Regions from separate parts of the Mus musculus genome. Here regions 1 and 3 are each linked to region 2. A link is a contact called in public HiChIP or PLAC-seq and promoter capture Hi-C data. All regions are on one chromosome and are shown on one strand. Each heading gives the region's core, a stretch centred on a gene start, on an enhancer-like site or on the middle of the called end of the contact. The rest is flanking DNA. Distances are from core to core; before and after follow the strand shown.

Region 1 (3,352 bases), core at 383-2,882, 220 kb before region 2:
CATACACCTGGAATGGACAAGGGCCTAACTGCAAAACATACATCAAAAAACTCAAAGGGTTTAAAATAGCTTTTGTACTCTCTCTTTCATGAACTATTCCTTTAACAAGTCTCAGGATTGAGACCCTTTCACATTATTATATGCTTAACATATAACACTGTGTGTGTGTATGTATGTGTATATATATATATATATATATATATATATATCATCATGTAAGATCCACTGAGGCCAGAGGCTGGAGAGGGCTCCATGGTTATTAGTTTATGTTGCTCTTGCAGGGATGGGAGCTTAGTTCTCAGCACTCATATTGAACAGTTCACAACTGCCAGTAACCCCAGCCCCAGGGGAGCCAGTGTCCTCTTCCGGTTTCTGTCAGCATCAGCAGTCATGTGGACATAACTACAACTCAACACATACGCATATAATTAAAAATAAATATGTTAAAAAGATATGCTGAAGATAAATACAAATAAGATGAATTTAGTTATAAATTTAAAAAAAAAATACTTACTGTATTCCAAAATCTAGAACTGACGGCTGAAAATGTAAGCCTTTTCCAATGAACAGTTTATCTGAGAAGCTAAAAGACAAAAGGAAAAAAAAGAGAGAGAGACATTAATTGCTTAGGTTTAAATTTGAATTTTGCAATCATATGCTCAGTACAATGACTCTAAATTCATGCTATCTAATTTTACTCACTTATAGATAAATTTGAACTAGAGTTCTAGAAATTTACAACCGTCTAGCTTACAGTTAATATAACATTTATCAAATGGACAGATCTTGCCAACAGATGACGACACAAACGAAGCCCTACTTAATGACTAGTAGGCTTCTTTCTGCATGAAGTCAGGTAACAGGCCTATCTTCACATACCCAAAACAAAGAAAAACACATCTGTAAAGCAGGTTTGAGGAAACTCTGGCCCCTGAATTCTTTAGGCCAATGGTTAATATGTGTACTGGCTGGTTTTGTGTGTCAACTTGACAAAGGCTGGAGTTATCACAAAGAAAGGAGTTTCAAGTGAGGAAATGCCTCCATGAGATCCATCTGTAAGGCATTTTCTCAATTAGTGATCAAGGGGGGGAGCGCCTCTTGTGGGTGGTGCCATCCCTGGGTTGATAGACTTGGGTTCTATAAAAAAGCAGGCTGAGCAAGCCAGGTGAGGCAAGCCAGTTAAGTAACATCCCTCCATGGCTTCTGCATCAGCTCCTGCTTCCTGACCTGCTTGAGTTCCAATCCTGACCTCCTTTGGTGATGAACATCAATGTGGAAGTGTAAGCTAATTAACTCTTTCATCCCCAACTTGCTTCTTGGTCATGTTTGTGCAGGAATTGAACCCCTGACTAAGACACCAGGGAAAGGCCTGTGTGTCACAGGCTGCTGGAGGTAGGCATAATTTTCAACCAGGTCTGGATTCATTTAGTTCATTTAGTTTTGTTTGTTTCTGAGATAAAGGCTCACTCTGTAGGCCAGGCTAGGCACTATGTACCTTAGGCTGGTCTCAAACTCATAGGCCTCTCTTGTCTCAGCTCCTGAGTGCTGGGTTTGCAGACAGGAACCATCATCATTCGTGGTATAAGAACCACATAAACTCTCACATGGCAAGTCACATTCTCAGCACCTGAGTGCTCGCTGTGATCTCACTTCCCTTACAAGTCACAGGGCTGGAGAGACAGCTCAGAAGACAGTGGTGTTTGCTGTCCCCGCAGAAGACCCAGGCAGGTTCAGTTCCCAGCACCTACACAGGACTCACGACCATCTGTAGCTCCAGTGCCAGGGAAATGTGACTGCTCTTCTGACTTCTTAGGGAACCAGGTATGCACATGCTACACATAAATGCATACAACCATAAAACACTAATACACATAAAACCAAATAAACATTTTTAAAAAGTCAAGAGTCATAGATCAATTCAGTAGAAAAACAAATCAAGCACATGTAAGTGAAAAATATAATAAAGCTATAACAAGAGATATAAACATTTAGATGGATTAATTAGATAGACAGACAGACAGACAGACAGACAGAGGTATGACTATTTGAAAGTTTACATAGCACAGAGATGTTTACTGGAAGAAACTCCCTAAGTGAGCATACTTTATTTAGAGACTCAGAATAGTTCTCCATAACAAAAGCTTACCATTTTCCCTCCCCTCAAAGCTCTCAGGAAGCTGGTCCCACTTTTGTCACCTGGACTTTAAGTCTGCCAGCTAGAAAGTAAGGTGACCTTTAGAAGATCTTTCTCAGAGGTTTGCTGTTTCCTGAAAGCACAGTCTATGGAGGGGTGGGAGAACCACCCCATTCCTTACAACTCCAGCTACAATCTTTTCAAACTCCCTTCCTCCAAAAAGCATCTGCTCAGAGCTACCTGAGTCTCTGTCCTATCTCCAATACCAGCTGGGTTAAAAATCAAAGTGGCACTTTGGTCTCTTGTCAACTTTTCCACCCAATAGAGACTAGATCCCTTCAGACTCTAGAGCCCAGCACTACAGCTCGCTTGTAAATAAGACCACTAGCTGCCTCAGAACAGAAGTGACAACCTCAGAGGTGCACCATGGGCACACACACTACAGAAACTGGTCAGGGCTTAGCATTCCAGGAGAACCCCAAGCAACCTTAGAGAGGCCACAGAAATGTGCTGTATTAATAACACGCAACAGAAGCTAAGAGCAGCTCCTTCCCGTCCAGTGCCAGAGCCAGAAGTTGAACATTGGGTTTTGCACATGGTTTCCAAGTGGGCAGACAAAGCCTGGAGGATTTCCTCAACTTACAAGGTCACAAAGCACAAAGAGGCAAATCTCTAACTCAGACCTGGGGCCGCTGGAAGGGAGAACACTATCTGGGAACCAACTAGGCCTAGCCTGTTGTGTGACAGCCTGAGCTGCAGGTCTCACAAGCCTGGTTCCACACCCACGGCCATTGCTTTCCTGGTCTGAGCCGGTCAGTAGCTTCATTTGTTAGTGTCTGCCTTATCGTCTAAAAAAGAAAATGCAGGGACAGCAGTATGTAGCTTACAGTTGTTGTGGAGCTAAAGTGAGAGGACATGGCCTTTGCTTCATGCCTGCCCATGATTTATATAATAACCATAGGATCATGTTACAAAGAGGATGGCATTCATCTAATAAAAAAGGAAGGAGACAAATGCAGAGGCCACTGGGGCTCAGTGCCCATGCTGGCCTCTGGACTGAGAGATCCCAATGCAGTCATAGTGACAGTCTATGAATAGAACAAATGAAACACAGACTGGACTATCTCCCACGTAACAGATTTTCAAATTCCACAGTCACAAACCTCATGTGCTCAACAAAAATCAGGCACCTGGGGGTCAATTTAAAGTAATATAGCA
Region 2 (3,417 bases), core at 17-2,516:
CCCAGCCCCGCCCAAACCCATTTCCTTCTCCACCCAGAGGTCTTAGGCACTGTTTTCCAGCTCTGCACAGCTGGCTGACCACACAGCTTGCCCTGTGGACTGACCCCCACAGATCTCCCACTCCTTGCAGGAGTGGAGGCAGAGAGGTATCTGAATTCCGTTTGTGGGACTGCCACCGCCCAAGCCCCACAGATTTCACAGAAATACAAGAATTTGCCAGACGCAAGGCTCTTTGCATTTGGGTTAGACAGGAGTCCTCCAAAGACACACCCACCAAAGTGAGAATCTTTTTTAAAAAATTGTCGTTGTACTGTTGGTTTTTCTCCCGCCCCTGCCCCCCCCCCTTCTTGTTTCAGCTTCTCACTGGCTGCATTTATCAGGAAAAGGGGGGAGGGGAGGAGGAAAGAAAGGAGGAAACGGAAGAAGAAACATTTGGGAAGAGCCTACAGAAACTAGCCCAACAAAATAACCAGAAGCTCCCCACCTGCTCGTAAATGCAGGATTCCGATTGGCAGGAGCGCTTGCCAGGTAGCCCCTTAGCCACCGAGTCAGGGGACAGCGCCCACTCCTTACCGACTCGGAAGATCAGGTCGTCCTCGATGGGGTTCTCTTTTCGCTTGCCGGTGCTGTACATGCTGGCAGGTCTCTTCACAGCCTTCTGCTTGACGTGCCCGCTCCCCGGGGACTTGACTCGTCGCTTCACGCCCTCGGTGGTGGGGGACACGTCGGCAGAGCGGATGACCTTGAGCTTAAACGGGCTGCCTCGGATATGCTGGTCGTAGAGCCTGAGGGACAGGGTGAAGTCCCCCTCCTTCTGCACAGTATACAAGAACTCGTAGGTGCCGTTCTTGTTGTCCAGGATCTCTCCGTCGGCCACGCTGCCGTCCGGGGTGCTGAGCTCAGCGGTGAGGTATGCGTTGCCTGTCTTGCACAGCTCTCCGTCTTTGTCCTTGGTGGTTATAGTAACGGACATGGGCTGCCCGATGATGGTCTGCCGCAGCCCCTCCCCCGTGGCCACCGTCTCAGAGGCGACCGCGTTAGTGGTGAGGATGGTCCCCAGGTTGTGGATAGACTTCTTCAGTCCCTCCGTTTCCACGATAAAATCCAGCTGGTCGTTCTCGCGCGGGTGCAGTGGGAAGTCCTGGTCCGCCAGTTCGTTCAGCTTCTCGCTCATCTGCTTCTTCACCAGCAGCACCTCCGTCTCCGTGCCATGGTTGAGGGCCTGAGCCGTGAAGTTGCTGCAGCTCTTAATGCTTTCCTGGCCTTGGAGCAGGGTATCCAGCTGCGACTGCAGCACCTGCCGGGGACACAGAGGCAACGAGCGCTTCCTACAGGACACCGTGCAGCCTGCAGGACACTTGGCTAGGAGCTGGGGCAGAGCCCTCCTCCCAAAAGAACCAACCTCTACGCCCGCCCACTCAGGTGGCTCGGAACCATCTGCATTCCATTTAACCCAGTGAACCCATGCAGAACGCTAAGTTGCATTTCCAGTATCATCTGGAGATTTCCCTTCCGCCTCACCCTGCCTCTCACCCACACGTGCATTTCTTAGGTCATCTGTTTACCTGGGGCTAAGAGAAGAAAGGACGCTACCAACAGCAAACAAATTGTCTGCTTGATGCGAATTAGTCATTACCCAGTGGCCTTTCCCTAGCGTTTAGAGCTGCCAGTCACGACCTCAGGGAACAAAACCCAACCATTTGAGAAGTCTCTACACCTGAATACCCGAAGCTCTCCACCCTGGCTTGGTGAACAGACTTGCAGAGCCAAACAAAGGCGGCAGTCAGGTTCGCTTTGAAGTTGAGGAACAGGTTGGTGTGGGTGAGAGAGAGAGCAGTGAAGAGGCTCCTCCACCCTATAATTAAGGAAGGAAAACATTCCAGGCGACCTTAAGCCCTGAAAGCATTTCTATATGCAACCTCTCCTTAGGGAGAACTATAAGTTGCGACAGAAAGTTCACGGAATCCGAGTTTGGTTGAATATCTACTAAATGTAAAGGGCACTGTTGGTCCCCAGGAAGTACAGTGGTGTAGGTCCATTCCTGCTACCGCCACTGTTAGAACGCAGTAAGCAGGCGCTGGGAGTGCAGTCACCCCCACTCCCCCCCCCCCCAAGAAGCCTGCAGGACTGCAGAGCCTTACTTTGTGTTTGAGACCATAGTTGACCTCCAACTCCATGAGCAGCACGCTCTTGCGAACATTTAAAGTCTTCTGCAGCTCATCAAAGGTGGAGTGGATGTCATCCACAATGCTGGCCTTTTGGTTGGTTAACTGATGGATGATTTCTGAGATGAACTGAAGAGCAGAATCTATTTCTGGGAGTCTGAGAGACAGGAGAGTTGTTAGTGGTCATTATTTAACTTCTACCTAGGAATACTCCAAAGCCTGCCTATACCTTCAGTCTCTAAATGCAAGCGCTTTTTACTATGCTGCTTGCATCACCTTTAAAAGGAAACATGAAGGAACAAGTGAGTCCTTCAGGGTCACCTCTATTTAAATCTCCCTTCAACCATCTGGGTTAACTATTGATGGTGCAAAGGTCTTGGCGGAACGGTTATGGCCAGATAGTCCTTGTAGCAGAGGATGCCCTGTGCATATAGGATGCTTAACAGAGTTCCCTCCTCTACTCCACATCTATAGCATATTCCTACACTGTTGCTAAGACACCTAAAATGGGTTTAGGTATCACCAAATGTGTGTGTGTGTGTACAGAATTGCCCATGGTAGAGAACCGCTATATTCTAAGTGTCTAGCTATATCTTTTTTTTTTTCTTCCAACAACATAAACTTTGAAGAATTCAGAGTACCTGGAGAACTCTTGTAAGTTTTCAAGTTCCTTCAGGTAACATTGAACAACTATGCTTTTCTCCCTAGGACTGTTGACAGTAGGACTATTGGCTATTTTGTTTTACAGCAGGTTGTTAACCTCCTTTTTAGTTTCTCTCATATAGGACATGACTACTATATTCATTTGTGTCCATACCAAAAGGGGAAAAAACAAAAACCAACCCTCAAGACAAACAGAGGAGGAAATTTGAGCAACCGCTGCTCAGCACCATTGTGCAGGGCTCAGGCTGAGAGTAGCTGTCCCAGCTACCACCACAGGCAGAGAAGTATGTCAGCAGCTCTGATTTCAGGCAGGAATTTCTGGGATCACATGATCAAGAAGAACATAGGATTTAGTTATGCATACAGGCTAGCATGACCGTAGCTACCATCTCAGAGACGCTGGATGTCAGGCCAGGCCTCCCATGGGATGGGGAGTCTGGAGGGGCACGGTACCTTTTGTTGACTGCGTCCAGCTGGACCTGGAGCGAGGCCTTGTGCTGCTCCACCACATCCTTCAGCGGGACTGTGGGGTGCTCCGCGTGCTCCCCCTCCGTGCACTCCCGACACATGGCGGTCTCACAGGACTGGC
Region 3 (3,529 bases), core at 864-3,363, 250 kb before region 2:
AATGACAGTAACCAACTAGATAGTTTTAAGCAACGCTATGCTCTACAGTCATCTGGATAGCCTTGTGTTTCCTTACTTAAAGCAACACACTCTAGATGAATGTGTTGCTAGGAATGAAACTCTAGCATCTTGGAGCAAGGCAGGCTCTGCTTTATCCATCATCTAAATGTGTTTCCCAGGGACGGGGGTCTTTCTCAGTCTGGGTACCCACCTGGACATTAAAAAAACCGAACAAACTGTAAACCAAAGGGCAGGGGAGTTCTGGCCACTGATACTACATCCAATTCTACATGCTGGAGGTAAATGATGTTTGCTCAACAATTAAAACTGTAGAGTGCAATGATGCACATGGGAAGTCATAGGTTCAGTCCCGAGCAGGAGACTGGTAGCAGGGGAGGAAGGAGAGGGCCCTGCACGCATGACCCTGCTGACTGTTGATGAGTAACTATGCTTTCCTGTATCACTGTGTTCATCTTTTTTGGAATGAGTAATAAATACACATGTGAACACAGCTGTTATAACAGCAAATGGCATAGTCTGCATCTCATACATCAGACAGCATGTATCTCCTGCAAGTGTTCTTCAAAAGCTAGACTGCCAAAATAGGCTATTTCTAGTAAGTAGGATACACATTTCCAAAGAATTCTCCTCCAAGTTGTCAAACATCCAGAAACAACCAGCTATTGGCTACTAAGAATACGAAAGAAACAGCATGATCTGGTCAACTGAGCTTCTGCAACTCAGTAACTCTGGAGCAAGACTCGGACTTCAAACCCTTCGTGAACATTTATTTTAGGCAGTCAAGTCCATTCCATCTGTGCAAAATGCCAAGAAAAATGATTCCCAAGGAGACTCAGAGAGCTGTGGTTACTTAGCCTCCCTGAAGTGGTGCAGGCAGGGCAGCTGCAGACTGAGAAGCAGTGCCTGCTGCAATCGACCCCAAGCAGAGGCTGCCTTGAGTCTCTGAAAGAACCAAATAATGACTCAGGGAAACCTGGCCATGCTGCAAGAAAGTTTGTAGCTTCAGTTTTATGGATGAGGCAGGACCCAGTGCACACTCGACTGAGCTAGTCCCACAACAGAAACTGTAAAGCCCCACCTCACCTGAGGTGTCAGACTCATCAGTAGCTACATAGACAATAGAGAGGTGATCTAGCAGGGCTTGAGTGTTCTCTTCAGGTTGCTTGGAGGAGTTTTCCACTGCTACAATGATGTTCATCTCCAAGTGTAGCGCATCATCAGATCCCAGAGAGCAACTCTGAAATGGGAGGCGTGGGGAAAGGAGAAAAACTCAAAAACAAAACAAAACAGAACAAAACAAAAATCATCTGAGCTCTAAGACTGCATATTGCTGGAGAAAAGAAAACAGTCGAGGCAAGAGCCTATTGAGGATGAGAATACACTGCAGTTTTCATTTTGATTTTTAAGAGGCAGGAAAGAAAACTGAGATCTGCTAAATATTGTTATACCTTCAATTGCTGACACACTTTATTATGTAAACTGCATTCCAGTTGCACCCGCAGCAGGCTGGTATTAGTGGTCTCTGCCTAAAAGATAGAAGGAAGGAAACTTAGGTGGAGGCCCCAAGCATCATCCAGTCCTAAGAGCGAGTCATTCATACAGTGAGTTCCAAACAGCTACTGACTGCTGCATGCTATGCTGTACTGGAAATATATTCTGTTGTCAGTAGGCGTACACTCTCAAGGAAGGAATGAAAGTTCCTAGTAAGGCAGGAAGCAAGAGTATGTATATCCCATGTATACTGTCTTGGGTGTGTTTAGTATTTGGTTAAAAACAAAGAACTACACTTTTATTTTAAAGTGGGGTTACCCATTAATAACCTATTGACTATTTTTTGCTTTTTTTAAAGGTGTGTGTGTGTGTGTGTGTGTACTAGTGTCTGAGAAGGTCAGAAGAGGGCAATAGATTCTTTGAAACTGGAGTTACAGGCCATTGTGGGCCTCCGTGCAAGAGTGCTGGAAACCAAAATGAGGTACTCTGCAAGAGCAACAAGTATTCTTAGCCATCAAGCCATCTCTCCAGTGTTGCAAGAAATATTAAAAGGAACAGCAAGTTCCTATGCTACACCCTGCTACTCTTAGCCCCAGCAGTCACGCTCTGACTCAGAGCTCCAAAATCTCTCCACCCTGCTTGCTAGGTTCTCACTGGCCAGTCACTAACATGCCAGCCCCATGCTTCAAATCCCCCACGGCCTTTGTGTTGCACATCAGGCAAACCCACACTTTGCCAGCCATACCTTTCTCTCTTGAACCAAGAAAAACTGCTGTGTGAAGCAAAACACCATACAAACTTAATTCAGGAACAATCGTAACTTAATAGCTGGGTGCAACAATGAAATCCTAATCTCATAAGCCTTGTTTTAAATCCAAATCCAGGTGTCAAATCCTGACTGATCTGCCATTGAAACCAGGAGACACTTGTAGCTACATTTTGTTCAAGCTATCCCCATCCAAAAAGAACTAACTCTCTCCTGTTTCTCTCTTCCTCTGTCCAACCCAGAAGTCCCTCCTACTCGCTCAGTGATTGGCTCCTTTATTCAGTAGGGGGTTGGTTCACAAGAAGTCACCTGAGTATATGACTCACTCCTTGTCTGCAACCCCTCCTAGGAGAACAGAATTAGCATCAAAATACAAACAGCACCAGGCCCATTCACAACACTCCAGCCCCAGCCTGGTTTGATTTTTGAAACCAGGTCTCACAGTACAGCCGAGTGTCCATAAGATCATCCTGCCTCATAGGCCTAAATGCTAAGATTACAAGTATGCACTATTATACCCAATCAACTTCCTGGATTGTTTGCTTGCTTGTTTTGCTTTTCAATGTATACCTTCTTTCAATTCAATGACCACTAGAAGCCATGACGTGGACTCTGACAGAAACTTCAAAAACAGATGTCCAAATGTCAACTGCCTGCCATTTTTAACACATGAAAGGGCTATGGATGGAAGACAGAAGTATAAGGAAAGAATGCAGGACTCTGTCAAGTTCAAAGATCTCAGCCATCTTTCATAGAACTTCAAGGAGAAGACGAGAACAACCCAATCAAGGAGGGATACCATCGTCCAGGTTGGGGTGGGGCTGCATACATAAGAGGAGACAGTGAAGTTAGCACAGCACACAAATCTCAGAAACATGGCCTTTGGCAGATTCTCCTGCACAAGGTCTCTGTCACAGTCATTACAAAAGAAACATATTCAGCCCAGGAGCCAGAGTCTGAGCACTGGGAAAGCTTGCTTAACTATGTATGAGTACCTGATGCCAGGCGAGCCACGGCTAAGCAGAATCACTTCCCTAAACCTAAGGATGCATTTTAGGGATCAGGCTATGACTCAAAGGGAAAGCAGAGGATTTTTGATATTTAGGGACCTGGACCCACTGATTCATCCCTCAGTACTAAAATGAATTACTTTGGTTCTCATTCATACCAACTGAAGTGCAGAAAAAAATAATAAAGTATATTACATGTTTAAGTATAGTACAAAGTATTCAAGATGCCTTGAGCATATAC

What was found. HiChIP or PLAC-seq counts read pairs in DNA pulled down with a chosen protein or histone mark. Capture Hi-C pulls out chosen DNA fragments and counts their contacts.
Region 1: an H3K27ac HiChIP or PLAC-seq map of embryonic stem cells shows a contact between it and region 2, with 5 read pairs. The contact joins two enhancer-like sites. A contact is called at or near these places in 1 of 15 datasets of contacts at CTCF or cohesin (the NIH/3T3 cell line), 1 of 115 datasets of contacts at active chromatin or transcription factors (embryonic stem cells) and 3 of 9 other capture datasets (adipose tissue, liver and pancreatic islet).
Region 3: a promoter capture Hi-C map of adipose tissue shows a contact between it and region 2. The contact joins two enhancer-like sites. A contact is called at or near these places in 1 of 15 datasets of contacts at CTCF or cohesin (the NIH/3T3 cell line), 4 of 484 Hi-C or Micro-C datasets (the 3T3-L1 cell line, the F1.1 cell line, the G1E-ER4 cell line and 1 more), 2 of 115 datasets of contacts at active chromatin or transcription factors (both in embryonic stem cells) and 3 of 9 other capture datasets (adipose tissue, liver and pancreatic islet).

Annotation. Positions count from the first base shown.
Region 1 is chr3:83,967,644-83,970,995 of GRCm38.p6, forward strand. Tmem131l (transmembrane 131 like) reads right to left here. Exons shown (of 35, transcript NM_172681.4): 4 at 515-583. Among named protein-coding and RNA genes, the nearest start is that of Tmem131l, 71 kb to the right of the region's middle. Within about 2 kb of position 1,633, at least 26 of the 459 cell types and tissues checked have an H3K27ac peak or open chromatin away from gene starts, as enhancers often do. A contact at or near this core is called in embryonic stem cells, where this site is marked.
Region 2 is chr3:84,189,940-84,193,356 of GRCm38.p6, forward strand. It overlaps Trim2 (tripartite motif-containing 2), which reads right to left. Exons shown (of 12, transcript NM_001271727.1): 4 at 3,282-3,417; 5 at 2,142-2,322; 6 at 574-1,297. Among named protein-coding and RNA genes, the nearest start is that of Mnd1, 36 kb to the left of the region's middle. Within about 2 kb of position 1,267, at least 91 of the 459 cell types and tissues checked have an H3K27ac peak or open chromatin away from gene starts, as enhancers often do. A contact at or near this core is called in adipose tissue and embryonic stem cells, where this site is marked.
Region 3 is chr3:83,941,283-83,944,811 of GRCm38.p6, forward strand. It overlaps Tmem131l (transmembrane 131 like), which reads right to left. Exons shown (of 35, transcript NM_172681.4): 8 at 1,470-1,547; 9 at 1,105-1,258. Among named protein-coding and RNA genes, the nearest start is that of Tmem131l, 97 kb to the right of the region's middle. Within about 2 kb of position 2,114, at least 47 of the 459 cell types and tissues checked have an H3K27ac peak or open chromatin away from gene starts, as enhancers often do. A contact at or near this core is called in adipose tissue and embryonic stem cells, where this site is marked.